2 separate regions of the Sus scrofa genome follow, and region 2 is linked to region 1. Evidence: chromatin contacts called from public HiChIP or PLAC-seq data. All regions are on one chromosome and are shown on one strand. Each heading gives the region's core, a stretch centred on a gene start, on an enhancer-like site or on the middle of the called end of the contact. The rest is flanking DNA. Distances are from core to core; before and after follow the strand shown.

The links. HiChIP or PLAC-seq counts read pairs in DNA pulled down with a chosen protein or histone mark.
Region 2: a contact with region 1 is called in an H3K27ac HiChIP or PLAC-seq map of alveolar macrophages, with 5 times the contacts expected there. The contact joins the promoter of LOC100525572 here to the enhancer-like site in region 1. A contact is called at or near these places in 2 of 5 promoter capture datasets (fetal liver and liver), 34 of 47 Hi-C or Micro-C datasets (adipose tissue, alveolar macrophages, blood and 17 more) and 2 of 2 datasets of contacts at active chromatin or transcription factors (alveolar macrophages and skeletal muscle).

The regions. Positions count from the first base shown.
Region 1 is chr4:92,706,679-92,711,022 of Sscrofa11.1, reverse strand. No RefSeq gene overlaps it. Among named protein-coding and RNA genes, the nearest start is that of FCRL5, 130 kb to the right of the region's middle. Within about 2 kb of position 2,417, at least 15 of the 83 cell types and tissues checked have an H3K27ac peak or open chromatin away from gene starts, as enhancers often do. A contact at or near this core is called in alveolar macrophages, liver, retroperitoneal adipose tissue and 1 more, where this site is marked.
Region 2 is chr4:92,789,634-92,793,977 of Sscrofa11.1, reverse strand. LOC100525572 (SLAM family member 9) reads left to right here and starts at 2,317. Exons shown (of 9, transcript XR_002343395.1): 1 at 2,317-2,458; 2 at 2,566-2,749; 3 at 3,007-3,111.

The sequences.
Region 1 (4,344 bases), core at 1,168-3,667:
CAAACCGGACTAGTATCCATGAGGATGTGGGTTTGATCCCTGGCCTTACTCAGTAGGTTAGGGATCTGGTGTTGCTATGGCTGTGGCGTAGGCCAGCAGCTGCAGCTCTGATTGGACCCCTAGCCTAGGAATATCCATATGTCACAGGTGTGGCCATAAAAAGACAAAATAAACAAATAAGAAAACAAACAAAACCTTTGGGGAAAGTACCTGAGTCTTACAGATTAATGGGTAAGGAATGTGGCTTCGGGGCCAGCTGCCTGCATAAACCCTCACATCACTTACCAACTGTCCTCTCCTGAACATGGACTTGATCCCCAGTGCCCCGGTCTCCTCAGCTCTAAGAGGGGAGTATCCAGGCCTCCCTCACAGACTTGTCCACAGCGTCACTGAGTTAATACCCCCACAGCACTCAGAGCAGCATCACAGCACATGCTACTGCTATTGTCACTCTGCCCTGCCCCGTCGGACACCGGTCCTCCCACCTATCTCCCCGACGTGAACCAGGCACCAGGTAGCCTCCATCAGGACGATGCTCTGTGCCATTATCCGTTCCTCCTGTGAAGATGCTTTAACACAAAAGCCAACACAGCTCTGAAAATGCCTTTGCTGTAAGGTGGGCACCTGCAAGCTCTAAACATGTACCTGCTAAGTACCGGATGATTAACTCGAAATGAAAGCATGAGATGGAAACATTCTAACAGAGCCCTTGCAGGCCCCTGAGACCACCAAGCCCACCAGCTGGAGAAACACCATTCCAGGAACAAGGGACCCCGATGGAAAAGGCACCAGAGAGGTGGGCAGAGGGAAAGCCCTTGAACCACAAGGCTGTCACACCACGTGGGTGGCCCCGACTGCCGGGGGAGGGGAAAGGAGTGGAATCCCAAGGGCTCCTCCTGGACCAGGACCCCCCGCTCGGAGGAGACCGTTTCTGTGTGGTTTTCGCCGACCTGGAGCAGGGGGAGCAGACAGGGCTCTCCAGCCCCCATTGCCCAGAGTCCACGCTCTCTCCCCGCCCTCCCCAGGCAGTGCGGAGACCAAACAGAACACGTGCCACTACACCTGATTCTCTGACTCGTGTGCTCGGAACTCAGGGTCCTGACAGAAGCAAAGCCAAAGGGAACTGAAACACACATATTTGCTGAGGCAAACATCACAACAAACAAAAAAACCCATCAACGACGAAGAGCAGTGGAGAAAAAACCTAACATGAGACCTCCGCAGATATTTGGTCCTCCAAAATAAAGGAAACAAACAACAGCTTGCAAAAGACTGATAAAACCAGAGGTGAAAGAGGAACTAATACATCAGATTGTGAAGGGGGAGGGGCTTAAGACTAATAGAGGAGAAAAAGCATTCTTTTGCAGAATTTAAAGTTGCAAAGAACAGAATCAATACCACAGAAAACACTGTCAATGGCGTAGAAGACAGATGAGAAAAATAATAGAGGAAACAAGAAGGAGGCCATTAGAACAATAAGGACCGATGACGATGGAGATCAAACACGTCGATAACTAGGGTCCCCAGGGAAGATACAGAAGGATGGAGAAATAGATTCCAGGATCAACATCATCCACGTCCCCCCCGAAAGCCAACCTCTTCCGACTCTCAGAGCCCTGGCTGGTTGTGCTGTCAAGACCAGGCACCTGGTGTCTGGGATGGAGGTGGCGATAGTCTCCTATCTTAGAACTCACACCTGGGGCACAGCAGTGGATGGAGCCCTCCACCCAGAAGAACCTCAGGGACTGAGCTCAGATGGGTAGGTAGTAGGGGAGGGTGGCAAGAACGGGGCTGAAGCAGGGAGCCAACTGGGAGGTCTGGGCGTGATATCTTAACCCCCAACCCTCTCCCCAGACCAGGCATTTCCTTCTCGGACATCCACAAAAGGAAGGCTCTTTTAAAGCAAAAACAGGAGTTCCCGTCGTGGTGCAGTGGTTAACGAATCCCACTAGGAACTATGAGGTTGCGGGTTCGATCCCTGCCCTTGCTCAGTGGGTTAAGGATCCAGCGTTGCCGTGAGCTGTGGTGTAGGTTGCCGACTCGGCTCAGATCCCACGTTGCTGTGGCTCTGGCGTAGGCCGGCGGCTACAGCTCCGATTCGACCCCTAATCTGGGAACCTCCATATGCCGCAGGAGCGGACCCCAAAATGGCAAAAAGACAAAAAAAAAAAAAAAAAAGCAAAAACAAACCCCCACACTCTGACCTCATGATCTGGAGGGAACAACTTTGTGTGGGTCCTGGGGCTTCAAGAAACTTCCTCATTTCGACACTCAGGGGTTCCCCAGCGTAAATGCCTGCCCCTACGCCAAGGGGGAACATGATCACCCACAAAGCTGCCTGGCTCTTTTTTTACATGAGAGTCATTCGAAGGATCCACCAGACACGTGACAAAAGCCAGAAGCATGACACATGACGTGACACATGACCAGACACATGACAAAAGCCAAAAGCATTCCAGCCACTGGGAGGTGGAGTGGGAGGCAGCTTGGTGGGGTGGGGGCAGCAGTGAGTTAAATCTCCCTAAATTAGCCAGAAGTCATTAGGTGATGTTTTGGTTTGAAAACTCCAGAAATAGCCTTAGAAGCATTACTGAGAGACACAGAAGTAACCACAGAAAAACTAAATCCAGAAATAATAGAAGTGGGTGCCTCTGAGGGAAGGAACTGGGGCCAGCAGGGAACTGAGACTTTTCACTTTGTTTTTTAAAACCACATGCATTTATGACTTTTATATGAAGGATCTGATGACACGTATATACTTATACTATGTATATTATATATAATAATAAAATACATAATATACATTATATATATATATATTATTTTGAGACCACCATGCCTGCCAGTCAGAGAGACATGATTCCAGGAGTAAGGGACCCAGATGGGAAAGGGAGCAGGAGGGGTGGGGAAGGGAAAGGCCTTGAACCACAAGGATCTCACACCACACAGTCACAAATATGTATACATATTGGCTACACCCATGGCACGTGGTAGTTCTCAGGCCAGTGAGCAAACCCAAGCCACAGTAGTGACCAGAGCCATAGCAGTGATGAACACCAGACCCTTAACCTGATGCTCCACAAGAAAACTTTAAATATTTAAAAAGAAGAAATCTGACCATAAAGCAGCACGTCTTCAATGTCTTTTAGGGGGAATTTTTGGGGCTGCATGCACTGCATGTGGAAGTTCCCCAGCCAGGGATTGAACCTGCACTGCAGTTGCAACCTGCGCCACAGCTGCAACAAAGCTAGATCCTTAACCCGCAGTGCCACAGGGAAACCTCTAGTACTTCTTCAATGTGAACGTGTACTGATTCACCAGGCCATCTTGTTCAATAGCAGATTCTGACTCAGTAGCTCCAGGGGGCCTGGGAATCTGCATTTCTTACAAACACCTGGGTGAGGCTGAAGCCACAGGTCTGAGGACCATGGGCAGGTGGCAGAAGGCTGTAGATGATGCTAAAAGCCAGCCTGCAGCCTCTGAAATAAATTCTGTGGGTAACTGGAAATCAGTGAAGCTCTTTGAACAGGGGCGAGGCGGGATCTGAGGGTGCTTGAGGAGGATTAATCAGGGCAGCAAGGCTTATCCAGGAACACTGGAGGCACAGGGCAACCCATTGTAAAAATTGTAAAGGAAATTCACAAAAATTTTGTAATTGTAAAAATCCATTGTAAAAATTGTAAAAATCCAAGCAAGAGATGGGGGCTAAGTCAGGGCAGTGATGGGGGCAGAGGTGACCGGATAGGGAGACACGTTGTGGAAGATTCACCAGGTGAAAGGGGTGAAGGCGAGAAGGTACCCAGTTGACCAGTGGAGAGGATGAGGAGCCCAGCCTGGGGGCCCGAGGGTGAGAAGCCTGTGGAACCAACAATGGTTGGCAATTCTGAGATAATAGAAAACATGTATATTGCCCTTGTCTTGAGTTCCCCTTGGCACACAGTTCCTAAAACCCTTGTAATTTCCTTAGCGATAAAAGCATTAGAGCATCTTTTGTTCTAACATTTGGTCTTTGACCCTGGTTTCTGAGACCGGGTTCCTAAATTTCTGGGAATAACCTGGCTGATAGCAGAGTCTTTTGTCCTAATGAGGTGACTCTTGGGGGTGGGGGGCACTGGTCAACCAAAAAGACCAGGCTAAGATTAGAAGCTTGGCATTTTCAACCCCATTCTTATTTATCCAAAGAGGGAAGAGAGACTGGAACTGGGGTTATTAATCTATCATGCCTACAGGAGGAAGCCTCCATAAAATTCCACATAGGATGGGACTTGGGAGCTTCTGGGTTGGTGACCACATGGAGGTGATGGGAGGGCAGTGCACCCTGGCAGGGCCCCGAAGCTCCATGCC
Region 2 (4,344 bases), core at 1,068-3,567, 83 kb before region 1:
CCAGTTTCATTCTTTTGCAGGTGAGGACCCTATGCTGCCTTCATTAAGAGGATTGTGGCCACTGGAAGAGAAGTGTTTTTAGTTCGGTCAGGAAGTTTCAGAATGAGGGAGAAACAGCACCTACACTGACCATCACGGGATCTGTGCCCAGTCAATCCCCTTGCTGGGGAGACACCCTGTTAATGGAAGGGAGTGTCTTGGTTCCCTGATTTGACACCTGTCCCCAGACTTTTATTACAAATGAAAACCTTGGCATCTACTTTAGAGATTATCCTTGGCTTAATTTTCTCAGCATAATATATCTTCAAGAGTGCAACAGTTCTTGAATATCAGAAGAATTTGGAATTTTCAGATTTGGATTTCTAAGGATAACACTGTAGACTTTGAGATTGTTCTTCTGAGGAGTGGATGTTCTTGGGTGAATTATCAGCACCCCTGGGGAAGCAGGGCTGGGAAAATCTGACTGTAGAGGAGCCCACCTTCTCCTTCCCACAGAGCACTGAGCCCAAGGCCTATCAGAAGGGGAGGTCCTAGATGAGGTCCTGCTGCTCTTGAAGATACCTCGGGGCTCAGTGACAGCAGCCGATGGTGACAGGCCAGGAGAGGAGAGCCCTGGCTGTGCCGAGGCACAAGGTGTGCTCAGTACGTATTTGCTGTGTGGGAGCCAGTCACGGCTGCCACGTGCAGCTTAGCTGAGAGCTTCCTGCCTTGGTCCAGAGCATGTGTGACATCCAGTGTCCTCACAGGAGGGCTGGGACGAGGGTGAGACCACAAGACCCCCCTCTCAGGATCCCACCCTGCCCTTGCCCCAGCCTGAGAGTGGGGCCTCCTCGTCTCCCCTGTTCTCGGGGCCTGGGACCTGCCTCAGAAAGGGGAGGGGCAAGATCCTGGTCACATCACAGATGACCCCTTGCTGCAGGGCTGTGGGAACCCAGCACAGAGAGCACCTGGTTCCATCTGGGCAGGATGGGGCGGCTCCCAGGGGCCATGTGAGCTGCACTGGGAGGGGTCAGCAAATATTTGACGGGACGGGAGGGAGCGTCTTAATCCAGGGAGCAGGAGCAGGTGACAGGCTGGAGGCTGATGGGGGCTCTTTCTTAGGCCCAGGAGGGAGGGGTGACCCCTGAAATGGGGAGGTTTTTCCCAGGTCCCTGCTCCTGCAGGAGCTCCCTCCCTCTGAGGTTCCAGTGGGAGGGTCTCAAAGGTCTGTGGGTACAATCTCCGGGGCTGTGGGTGGGGATCTGTGAGCCCACCCTCTTCCCTGTGTGGTAGAGTAATGTGCTCTGAATGCCTGGGTTTGGTAGAAGGTTGTGCAGGGGGATATGGTCTGTCTTCTTGTACAGAAGAGAGATGCTGAGAACCAGCTCAGCCAAGAATCACGAGGGAAAGCTCAGCAGAAAGAGACTGAATGATGTGGTTGGAGTGAGAGTCATGGACAAATGGGTGGGCAAGAGCCCTTGCAGAAGCTGGGAACAAGCCTGGGAAAGGAGCGGTCTCTTCACCAGGGGGGCTTCTCCAGCTTTAAAAGGTAATGCAGCTGGAGTGACTGATGGGATGGATGTGAAGACTAAGATGAAGAGACCCCAGGAGAGTGGGACACTGAGACTCCCCAGGAGGGCAGTTGGCTGCCCCAGGAAGGAGGGCAGGTCCCCCAGCCTGCAGCTTACACACAGTGGGGGTCCCTGGTCCTGTTGGGAGACCGCTAAGGCTTCTCAGGCCAGCAGCCTGTGCAGGTCTGAGCTGTGGCTGGAGGTGCCGGCCAGCTTGTGTTGCACTGAGTGCCTCGGGGAGGCGGCGGCCGTGGTTGAATAAGGGCAGGCTTGATCTCGGAGGCTTCTGAGATGCAGCCACAGTTCCGCTGCCTGGAATGAGGCAAAGGATGCAAAAGGCTGCCCTGGGTCAGGCCGGGCCTCCTTCCCCCTCATGTGGCTTCTCAAGTTCCGAAGTCACCTTGTGTGGGGGAATCACCGCACCGAGAGGGACCTGGACATGGAAAGACCTGGACCTGGAAAGACCATTGGTGTGAAAGAGCAGAGACCTGGTCCTAGGCCAGGTTGTACTACTACGGACTGGCTTCCAAACCATGGGTTTATTCATTAACCTCTTTGGATCCTCAGTTCCCACATCTGTGAAATGGGAAGGTAATTATAATGATATCTGTCTGTCTCACAGAAGCAAATGCTTTGTAAATTGGAAAGAGCGAGACAAGTTGGGGATGTGCATGGTCAGTGAGCCCTCTCACTTTGTAAAATGGTTGGAATGTTGCTGAGAAAGTAGAAATTTGGATTTCCCCAAATTTCTTGGTGTTCTGCCAGCATGTCTGTTTCTCTCCCAGTGTTCCTTGTTGGCTTAAAGGGAAATGGTGTGTGTGATTCCAACAAAAGCCTATTCATTTTCCATGGGGTTTGGCTTTGCCCTGCGTGTGGGGAGAATAAGCAATGCTGGCGGCAGCAGCCGGGTAAGCCCCAGGGTGCAGGCAGGAGTAGGTAAATGCCTACATTTGCATTGGGGGTGTGGGAAGCTGACACTTCCCCAGAAGAGCTTTGTTCTTTTGCTCTTCCTTAGGCACCTGATAGCTGAAGCTACAAAAAAATTAAACTTACTAAATAGTATAAAGACAGGAGACAGCACCCAAAGCAGCCGAGACCTAGCCCACCCTGGCTGAAAGACGGTGACTCCTGTGCCGAAGCAGAGGCTGACATGGGTGAACAGGACTGCCTGGGGCAGAGCTGTGACCGCTGGGAAACAGGTAAGGGGATCCTAGCTGGGGCTGGGGCATCTCCAACAGTGTGAGGTTGTTTATATATTTATTCTGCAATTGTTTATTAAGGTCCTACCGTAGGCGCTGGGATAATAGAGACCCCCTCGGAGCAGCTTAACGGAAGACTGGTGGGCTGCAAACCCAACTGCGGGAAGCCCCGCCTTAGGGTGGGAGGAACCCAAGCGCTTCTTTCGAGTGACGCTTCTTCGTTCCTCTCTCTCGTCTCTCTCGCTTCGGTCTCCCAGATGTCTTTTCTGCTGCTGAGCAGACTGGCAGGCAGCCGGTGATGGGGCCCTACTTGGAAGACCCCCTCCTCTGCTGGCTCCTGCGATTCTTCAGCCTCCTCGTCAGTGAGTGGTCCTGGCTCCTGGGAGGGAGGGCCACTGGGTGGAGCAGGGAGGCAGGGTCTCCTTTCCCCGTATTAATATCTTCTGTGAACAAAGAGACAAAGCAGCTTTGTAATTTTTCAGTAAATGCAGTGCAATTGGTTTAGAGTTCCAGGGTGAACAGAACAAACTGGCCTTTGGCTTGCGGAGAGACTGGGACCCTGAGCTCAGACAGCCCTGGCTGTAGGAAGGGAACCATTTCCAGGGACCTGAGATTGCTTCTGCTGCCTGGAGCTGCTTGGGGAAAGGGTGGGAGACTTAAGCTGGCTCCTTGGTTTGGAAGGGCGTGAAAACAAGGGTCCCCTAATCTGGGCTCAGCGGGGACCTGACAGCCTCTGCAACTTGAACCGGGGTCTGCGCCCGGAAGAAGCGGGTCTAGTCTGGGCTTCTTGACCAGATGCAGGATGTTGAATACCGTGAAATTCTGCTTTTGTAAAGGGAAGAGCAGCCTCTAAAACTTAAGGGCGTCTTGTATGCCCACATGTTGTAAGGCATATGGAGAGACTATGGAAGGAACTGGTAACAGGCTCCAGAAAGGGGCTGAACCTGGGGAGAAGAGAAGGGAAGGGGAAGTAGAAACAATAGGGAGTTCAGTGAAAAGGGAACTGGAGCCTGGGTGGACAACAACCTCATCACATTTCCTTCCAGACTTCATGGGAGATGGATAAGGAAATTAAATGAACACCAATGAGGAAATACTAAGGAATTTTGAAGTATGAATTCTGGAGAGAGAGTTGGAAAGCTTTTATTGTTTAAATTTTTTGTTTCATATCCCAGCCTCTTGCAGGAGTTACATAAAGTTTAATGACTTGGGGAACTTCTGCAAACAGATGTCTCAAAGTAACAACAAACTTGCGAAACATTACCTCCTTCTAAATGAGGTGACTTTATGTCACAGTAAAATGTGGCCTTTCTTTCTTTTTCAGTTTTGTTGAGCTGGAAAATATGTCATATTAGTTAGAGTTTTCTCTGCAGGGTCTGGGGTTGGACAACTACAGATGACAGAGATGACAGAGAGAGAAAGGGTGGGGAGAAAAGTGGATAAAATTTTAGGTTACTTTATGAGCGTTGATTTTCATATTATTTAAATAAACCTTTTTTTGTGTGGTCTTTTTAGGGCTGCACCCACGACATAGGGAGGTTCCCAGGCTAGGGGTCGAATCAGAGCTGCAGCTGCTGACCTACACCACAGCCACA